Regions from separate parts of the Mustela erminea genome. Here regions 1 and 3 are each linked to region 2. A link is a contact called in public Hi-C data. All regions are on one chromosome and are shown on one strand. Each heading gives the region's core, a stretch centred on a gene start, on an enhancer-like site or on the middle of the called end of the contact. The rest is flanking DNA. Distances are from core to core; before and after follow the strand shown.

Evidence for each region. Hi-C and Micro-C count contacts between places; a contact is called where the count stands out from the background.
Region 1: a Hi-C map of fibroblasts shows a contact between it and region 2, with 11 times the contacts expected there. The contact joins the promoter of LPP here to the promoter of BCL6 in region 2. A contact is called at or near these places in 2 of 3 Hi-C or Micro-C datasets (fibroblasts and spleen).
Region 3: a contact with region 2 is called in a Hi-C map of fibroblasts, with 6 times the contacts expected there. The contact joins the enhancer-like site here to the promoter of BCL6 in region 2. A contact is called at or near these places in 2 of 3 Hi-C or Micro-C datasets (fibroblasts and skeletal muscle).

Annotation. Positions count from the first base shown.
Region 1 is chr1:110,548,544-110,551,269 of mMusErm1.Pri, reverse strand. LPP (lipoma-preferred partner) reads left to right here and starts at 1,274. Exons shown (of 13, transcript XM_032359824.1): 1 at 1,274-1,453.
Region 2 is chr1:110,912,675-110,915,576 of mMusErm1.Pri, reverse strand. It overlaps BCL6 (B-cell lymphoma 6 protein), which reads right to left and starts at 1,354. Exons shown (of 9, transcript XM_032337973.1): 1 at 1,253-1,354.
Region 3 is chr1:110,642,416-110,645,115 of mMusErm1.Pri, reverse strand. No RefSeq gene overlaps it. Among named protein-coding and RNA genes, the nearest start is that of LPP, 94 kb to the right of the region's middle. Within about 2 kb of position 1,410, the one cell type or tissue checked has open chromatin away from gene starts, as enhancers often do. A contact at or near this core is called in fibroblasts, where this site is marked.

The DNA.
Region 1 (2,726 bases), core at 25-2,524, 360 kb after region 2:
CATTTATTTTGTGTTGGGGCAAATCACTTTACCTGTTTTTTTTAATCCTCAGATACTAAAGAGGGACTACAATTTGTTCCACCCAATACAAAGACCCAATAAGCCTGTGAAAAAGCACTTTCATGATATGCTGAGGTGAGGGACGGTTATTTTATGTACCAGGAGGCCAGAAACACAAAGAAACAAAGTCCACAGCCTTGGAGTGCCTTCCAGGCACTAGCTGCTGAACATAACAACCTCTTAACAAAGTAAATGGTGGTTTTCATGGTTGCTCCTATTTACAAATGTCAGAGGGAAAAAAATCCGACTCAAACCTTCCAAGAACAGGCTTGCCTCTATTCAAACCAGTTCACCCAGTTCACAGATTCCCTCCCCCACTTTTTTTTTTTTTTTTGAAGATATAAGCTCACAGCAAGCTTTCTGGGCTTCCAGGACAAGGCTGGGAAGTAAATGCTAACCTGCAGGGTTCCTCTGAGTACAGGACAGAGGAAGCTGACCGGAAGCAACTCATTGTCACTGCTACTCGGGGCTGTCAATCAGAAACTTCCAGGAACTGACTCCGGGACCAGGAGAAGTTGGGAAACTCTTACAGGGTGGTACGCATTGTCCAGGGACACATAGCCTGTTTCATGGCTCAGTGGGACGAAGGGAGTCAGGACCCTGCCTGACAGCGGGGGACAGGGCTGGGAGTCTAAGCATCACAGTCCCGCGCTTGAATCTGTGTTGTGTATGACCCTGGGCGAGTCATTTCTCTTCCCAGGCTTCAGTTTTCTCCTGTGTGAAGTGGTCTTGGCCATCTCTGCCATCCAGTAGGTTCTGAGTGTTGCTGGGACGCCAGGGCGAGGCTCAGGAGCAAGATTTCAGAAGGGAATTCCATGGCAGGATCTCTTCTGCTGAACTGGCGCTTCCATAGTAGACACGGTCCCCCCATTTTTTCAGCAGCCCCTCCACTCAACCGCTTCCTCCTTCTACGTCTGCTTCCTCCTCCTCCAGTGCAGGCATAGCCTCCACACCTCCCTCATTCCCTTCCTCCTTTGCAAGCTCCCTGCATCCCCGCGTCTCCTCCTCTTCCTCCCAGGAAGTAACATGCCCTCCGCGCGCCCACCTTCTGGCCCAGCCGCAGCCCCAGCGGGCGCCCCCTCCCCCGCCAGGCGAGCGCAGCGCGGCGGCCCCGCGGGCACACGCTTTCCCATACCTTACATGGACAAATGCGTGCAGGCAAAGTCAGGAATTCAGGCCCCTGACGTCAGCCTCCAGCTCTCAGGGCACCGCACGGGAGCCCGAGGGGAGGGGGTGGGGACGGTGGGGAGGAAGGAGGGGGAAAGGCACCAACCAGCAGCCGCTCCAGCCCTGCCGAAGTTTCACTTTTTGTCTGTGGGTCCGCTCCCGGACCCGCGCGAGCTTTCCCGGGATAAGTAGCGTTAGCGAGCAGGGGAGAGCCGAGCGCTGCAAGGTAAGGGCTGGCTGCACGGCCCAGGGCGCGGGGCGCGGGGCATGGTGCGGGGCGCGGGGCCGGGCCTGTCCGGGGCCGGGGACAATGGGAGGGGGAGTGCCCGGGCACCTCCTCCTTCGCCTCTGCCTCCGCCTCCAGCCGCCGCCGCCGCCGCCGCCGCCGCCGCTGCCCCGGCTGCCTCCTCCCCGAGGTATTGTTGCAAATCCTCCTTCCTTCCCCCCCACCCTCCGCTCGCGGGCGCCTCGGGAACCCCCGGCCCTCCCCGGGCGCAAGCGCTCGGGGGAGGCAGGAGCGCGGGGCGCAGGGCGCGGAGCGCGCGCCCAGCCCCGGCCCCAGGGCCCGCGGTGCGGAAGTGCCGGCCGCGGCGCAATCACGGGGTGCACGCATGGGGGAGGGGGACCCCGAGTTTTCGGGAAGCGCCGACCTGGGGCTGGGCGGGGTTGGCGCCCTTCCCTGAGCGCCCCCTGCCCGGGCTATTCAGGGCGTCCAGGGGGCGGGGCCACACCCAGCAGCTTGGAGCTTTCGCGGAATCTCAGTTGTCACAGCGGAAAGGGCCTAGGAACCTAGTAATTCGAGTCCCCCCATTTTACAGTCGGCTCAGTTGAGGCCCAGGGAGAAGGAGGGCCTCCCCGGAGTCACTCTCAGGGAGGCCGAGCCAAGCTGACATAGATGGTTCCCAACTCCTGGTTCTTTTTCTCCAAGCATTTCTCCAGCACCCACTGTGTGCCACGTTCTGTGCTGGGTGTGCGAGCTCAGAGAGGGTGTTGGGGCCCGGTCCCTTCCCTCAGGGAGCGCACCGTCAACCGTGGCGCCCAAGCCGACCGGAGATAAAGTGCAGAGTGCGGCGAGGGGTGGGGCGGGGAGGGGGTAGGCATGGGTAAAGTTCAGGCGCTTAAGGAAGGGAGTTTGATTTTCCCATTTGGAGGGGCCGCGCTTGGTCAAGGCTTTGAAGAATAGGGGGTTTCCTGAAGCCGGCCAGGGACAGGAAGGCCATTGGTGCAGGGGTGGGGGTGGGGAATGCAGAGCAGAGAAGGCTAAATAAAATGCGGAGAGTGGAGACGAAATTCTAAATGTGATTGTTGGGGGCTTAGGGTTGGATGGAGGGGGTGCATGAGATGAGATAGAGTGGAATTGTGCCTGAGTACTCTACAGAGCGACGCCTTTGGGACTAAGGAGTACTCTGGGAACTGAAAGGGCTCTCTGGTTTCCCTTCCCCTCCCAGGAATTCACTGCCTTCCTGCCTTCAACCCAGAATGCGAAAATGTAGGGTCAT
Region 2 (2,902 bases), core at 105-2,604:
GTCACGCAGCGCCCAAAACACAAACACCGCGACCGCCAGAAATCCCGCCACCTTCCCGCTCGGCTGGGCCGTCCTGTGAAGGTTCCCAGAGTCCCCGCACGCTAAACAGCACCGCAGGTGCAAACGCGCACCCCTTTGCCACCCACCCCCCAATCCCTGTCCCGCCACCAGTCTCTCCCCTCAGGATGAGGAGAGGGAGCGCGCGGGGGTTCCCGACTCCCTCGACTGCAACCAAGAAAGAATAATTTTCAAAGTATTCAACATCCCCGCCCCCAGGCAAGCTAAACCTCCCCCAAACACAGGGTAAGGGGACACCAAAGGGGTCCACCAAAGGGGACACCAGAACACTCGGATCTCGTTAGGAAGACCGCGGATCTAAAAGGAAATAGTAGAAACGATACTTCAACTGGGCTTGGGGGGGGGGGGGAGAGAAAAACAAAACCCGAGGAGTTCGCTTGCATTTTTCCTCCCAAATCTCGGCTCGGAGGCAGGGAATCTAGAGGAGCGAGGCCGGTGGAAGGGAGCCAGCGGGGCGAGCGAGCGGGCAGCCTCCCTCCTCGCCTCCCGGAGTCACCGAGAAGGACGGGAGAGGAGAAGGAAGGAGAGGCGAGGGAAAGGAGGAGGGAGGGAGGGAAGAGGAGGCAGGAGCGAGGGAGCGAGGAAGGCAGTTTGCAAGCGAGAAAAGAGGGAAAAAACACAGCCGCCCGAATCCAGCGAGATCACAAGCCGTACGCAAGCAGCAGCAGAAAGAGCGAGAGCGCGAGCGCGCGTCCTCTCCGTCGTCTGGGGCCAGACAGCCCCCAGACTTGCCCGGAGCACCCCCCAAACACTGTCTCGTCCTCTCGGCTCCGGCCGCCCCCTAATTCCCCTCCTTCCTCTCCTCCACCTCCTTTTCCAAAACCAAAACAACACAAGGGAGGGTGGCAAAAGCCTCCCCAAACCGGCCGATTCACTCAAAGACAACAAGAATAAAATAACAAATATATAAAAATCTATATCCTAGAGTGGGAGAGACGTGGGACTAATCTTCGGCATTTATTTTAACACCTGACAGCTAGAATAAATAAATATATACATTTATATCAATAGATACACATAGGAAACTTGGAGCCAAAGCATTTGGCAAGAGCGGAAAAAAAAAGAATTAAAAGGTAAAATAATGATCATGAGCAGCGGCGGCGGCAGCGGCACCAGCGGCACCAGCGGCGGCGGCGGCAGCAGCAGCAGCGGCAGCAGCAACAGCAATAATCACCTGGTGTCCGGCCTTTCCTAGAAACTTCTTGCATCACCACTTCTAAGAACCCCAGTTCTAAGAATCAACAGAGCTCAATTCTCGGAATTTGAGCTGCGGACTTTACCACTGCTACGAGGCAGGGGAGGACTCGGTGTCAGCTCTCCGGGACTTTTGCCTCTCTTAGCCCATGGAAAGCCCTCAAAGCCACAATATTTTTCCAGTTCCCGGAAGATTTCGAGGTCCTCAGCTGCGGAGCGTCTCGGATTCGGAGGTTCCGGTTCGAGGCTAGAGGGGCCAGACGGCGTCCCTCCCTCCCGGGGCCCCACACGATGGTACAGTCTGCTCCGCCAGCGTCACGTGGGCGCCCCCTCTGTGACGTCGGCGTCTTCGCTGTAGCAAAGCTCGGCCTCTGGAATTCTGAGAACTAATTTGCTATTCGGTGACATAAGAGGGGGAGTGCGCTTTGCTTTCCCGGGGTCTGGGGCTAATTCCTCCTCTCTTACCCATAAACTCAGCTACTCGAGCTAAATACACAAAAGGGAGAGAGAGGTTCGACCCGTTGGAAAAAGTCTGTTATATATAGTAGCTTTAGAGGCGAGTAAGAGAAAAAAACAATAAACACCACAGCTCTTTCCAGCTAGAATATTAGGCACCACGAGAAAAATATTTGCCAAGCAGTTTTCGGTGGGTTCATTTGCTTTATTTTATTTGGGACGTCTTTCGGTTTTGTTTTGTTGTTTTTTTCCTTGTTGATGTGGTGGCTTGGGATTTTTTTTTTTTCTTTTTTTGGTGGTTGTATTTTGATGATTTTCGGATTTTTTTCTTCCTCTGATTTTTGCCTTTTGCAAGTTTGTGGTGTTACGTAAATACTAGGATCCCGCGTCGGTTGGATTTTGTTTTGTGTGTGTGTGCTTCCCCCCCCCCCCACTCTCTAATGGCTCAAGCGCTTTAAAGAAGATGTGTTATTTTAATATTGAGACCATTGAGAGCGGCTTCAATTTTTGATCGCATGTAACAATCCCAACCCCCACTTTTTTGGGGGGGGGTGCAATTTTCTTTTTACCTTGGACTTTTTTTTACTGAGAGGAGGCTCTCCTGCACTTGAGGGACGTGTTCAAAGGATTTGTTTTGGTTTGGTTTGTTTCTTTCCAGGACAGCAAGTGGTGGGTTTACTCTTTCTGTTATTGTTGACTGTTAGGACATTTCTTGTTGAAAGAAACGTGTGTGTATTTGGGTATGTGTACGCGTGTGTTCTACCAAATTAGGTGAACCAAATACATGTTTGTGTTTTGCTTTTTCTTAAGGTCTCGATCCCCCGCGCTCCCCCCAACTCCCGGCTCGTTTCAAGGTCGTTGTAAAAAAATCTCTTCTGTCTGTGTTTAAGAGATCAGCCGGAGGGAATTCTAAAGGCCTGCCGTGCCAGTATCACAGATACTGCGTGTGTTTAGAACAGCCTGTGCTACAACTACAGCGCGCGGCACGCAGCACAGGCTCCTTAGCTCCGGAGCTCACTTGGGAGGAGGAGGAGGAGAAGTGGGGGGAACTCTTTCTTTTCTTTCTTTCTTCCTTCTTTCCTTTCTTTTTAAAGGCAAATGCAGTGCGGAATCATTTCACTGTGGGCCTTGGTTTGTTTATTCAGAACTGCCAGTTTCCCTATTTAAATGTTGG
Region 3 (2,700 bases), core at 161-2,660, 270 kb after region 2:
CCAAAAAGCGCCTAGCTTTGCCACCATCCCGGGCAGGTTCATGCCGGCCACTCCCCCGTTTTCCGGGCTCTCAAATGTCACTCTGTGAACTCAGCTTTTCTTCACCCCAATGCCATCTCTTCGACAAGACCTTTTCTTGTCCACCGCTCTGTACATCTAGTCACGAGGAATTTCTCCCTCATCACAACTCTTAAGACCATCTTTGTGTTTTTGCTACGACGTATTACTTTCTCCCTTGTATTTGGCTCATCGTGTGCCTCTCAGAGCTTTGCCCTGGACTGTGTCCTCAGGGTGGCTGACATGCAGGGGGTCACCTGTAAATACCGGAGACCGACCAGGGGGAGCAAGTTCACAGTCGCTGGGAGAGCATAGGCTGGTTGAAAGTCCGCCACGTTTGTTCCAGGTGCAGAGCTGCGCTGGCTGACCTGTTCCCTCCTAACTCCAGGGTTTCATGTATCTATGAGTCTATGAATAGGCAAAGCAAAAGGCCACACTAAGCATCTTTCCTGCTCCTATCCTAATCTCGGGTTCAGGAACATCCCTTAGGGATCAATACTTTAAATCAGCCCTCATGGAATACTGTGGAAAGACGCTCCTTCCAGGAGCTGACTAATGCTGACACTCTCTTCTGTTGTTGCTTCCTGGGCTGGCTCGGTTTTTCCTCTGGCTCTGCTGTGTCTCTCAGGCCCTCTGGCCCCCCAGACCCAGGTAACGAGGGTGAAGAGAGTCGCCCTTCTCCTCCGAGGGCTGCCCCAGCGGCCCTTGCCCTCCCGCGGGTGTCTTCCTTTGCGGGGTCTCAGATGCCTTTCTGCACAGGACAGGGCCCAGCCCTGCCCGTTCTGTGATCACAAGGAGGAGGAGACAGACAAGGGTGCAGGGAAGGGAAAGAGGGCAAAGAGTGATCCCTTTACTCAAGATTCCTTCAGGGAAAAGAGAATTTGACTTGAGCCTGCGTTCTGGGTAATTCGGCATCAAACAGCAATGAGGCCTGGGATCTGGCCAAGTCTTTGTTTTGTTTTGTTTTGTTTTTTTCCTTTCCTCCAATCAGCCCAGGGCGCTGGGGAGTGGGAGGGCGTGGAGGGGGTGGGGGCCCCCTCACACGCGGGGGCTGTGAGGGAATGCTGAGCCCGCAGAAGTGGCCCATTGAGAGCGCAGGCTCCCAGCGCAGGGGCGGCTGGCACCCCCGGCCTACCACCACAAGGGCAGCTCTGTCCTGTGGGCCCAGGGCTCTGTCCCAGCCCCACTGGCTCAGAGAGAACAACATTTCCTTATAAGGCCCCGGCCGCCTTGCCAAGGCTGGCCGCTCCGACAGACTGTAGCTTTCCATTCTCCTCGCCCCGGCTCCAGTGCAGGCCTTGAATGTAGCCCTTGTTGGCAGGCCCCTCCCCCCCCCACGGCCCCCACCCCACCCACTTCCATTCCGGGCCAGGGCCAGCCCCAGCGAACAGGATAAACAGCCCGGAGGCCTCTCCCACGCACGCGCACGCGGCCTGCCTCAGCTCAGGCCTGCTGGAGGCAGCACAGGGTAGCAGAAGGAGCACCAAGACACAGGGCTTGGGGGGGGTGGGGAGCCCCACAGCTCCCTTCCCGACGGGGTGGCTCAGGCCAAGGTCCTGACTCGGAGGCTGCTTCCTCATCTAGGGAACAGATTCCAAGTGCCACAGGTTCTAGATTCTTTGCATCGCCTTCAAAGCCCTTCCCAGTCAGGTTACCTTTAAGGCTTCACCTCTGCTCCCCTACCCCAGGGCCAGGTTTCTGGGACTCCTCCCCTTGCCCCCAGGAACCATGTCTCCTCAAGCTGCCAGAGCTCAGGGCCCAGGGAATGACCCCATTCCTCCCTTCCCTGGAGAAATGTGGCCTTTCTTGCTCTCCTCAGCGTTTGCATGCACCTCTCTTAGAGGCTTGCTGTTTGCCCGTGACAGTGATTTGTTTACGTGGCTTTTCCTTTAGTGGATGGTAAGCTCCTTGAGGCTCAGATGGTCTCTTCTTTCTCTTTAAGTCCCTGAGCTCTACGGCCAGGAATGGGGCTGCCTGCGAGGTCTTGTGTAATCGCCTGAATGTACAGGGTTGGGCAAACTCGGAAGAGACAAACGATGGATGTGCAAATACTTCGTAAACTGTGAAGTGCGGGGCCCCATACCATACTACCCTCCACCCCACGTTTTCCTCTTTATTACCCCGTCACAACCCCTCTTCCTGTCCACCCAGTTCCACATCCTGAGTTCTGTGCTCACTGCAACTCCTCAGGGGCTTAAAATCCCTCTTGAAGACAGTACTGGTCTCTCAAGGTCAGTGTCGGAGCTGGAAGGGCCTTTAGAAGTTATCCAATGGTTTCTATACTAGCATCCACACATGGGTCCCCTGGCCACAAGAATGGATTAAAAGAAGGGACTCTGAGCCTTCGGCCCCACCCCTTTCACCATGTATACATGCTAGGTTCCCATAGCGTTCTCAAAAAAAAAAAAAAAAAAAAAAAAAATCCAGTGACTTTAGAAGTTGGAAGTATACTGATTAATCCAATCTCAACACAGCTGAAGAAACTGAGCTCCCTTAAAGAAAAGCAGTGTTCCTGACATCACATGAGTCACACACATAATCTAGACCACACCTGGGGTCCCCAAAAGCTTCTCCCCTTGCCTAAGTGCCTACTTAGGGCAGACTGATGAAGACAGTAGCTGAAAATCTGGTCAAGCTGAGTCT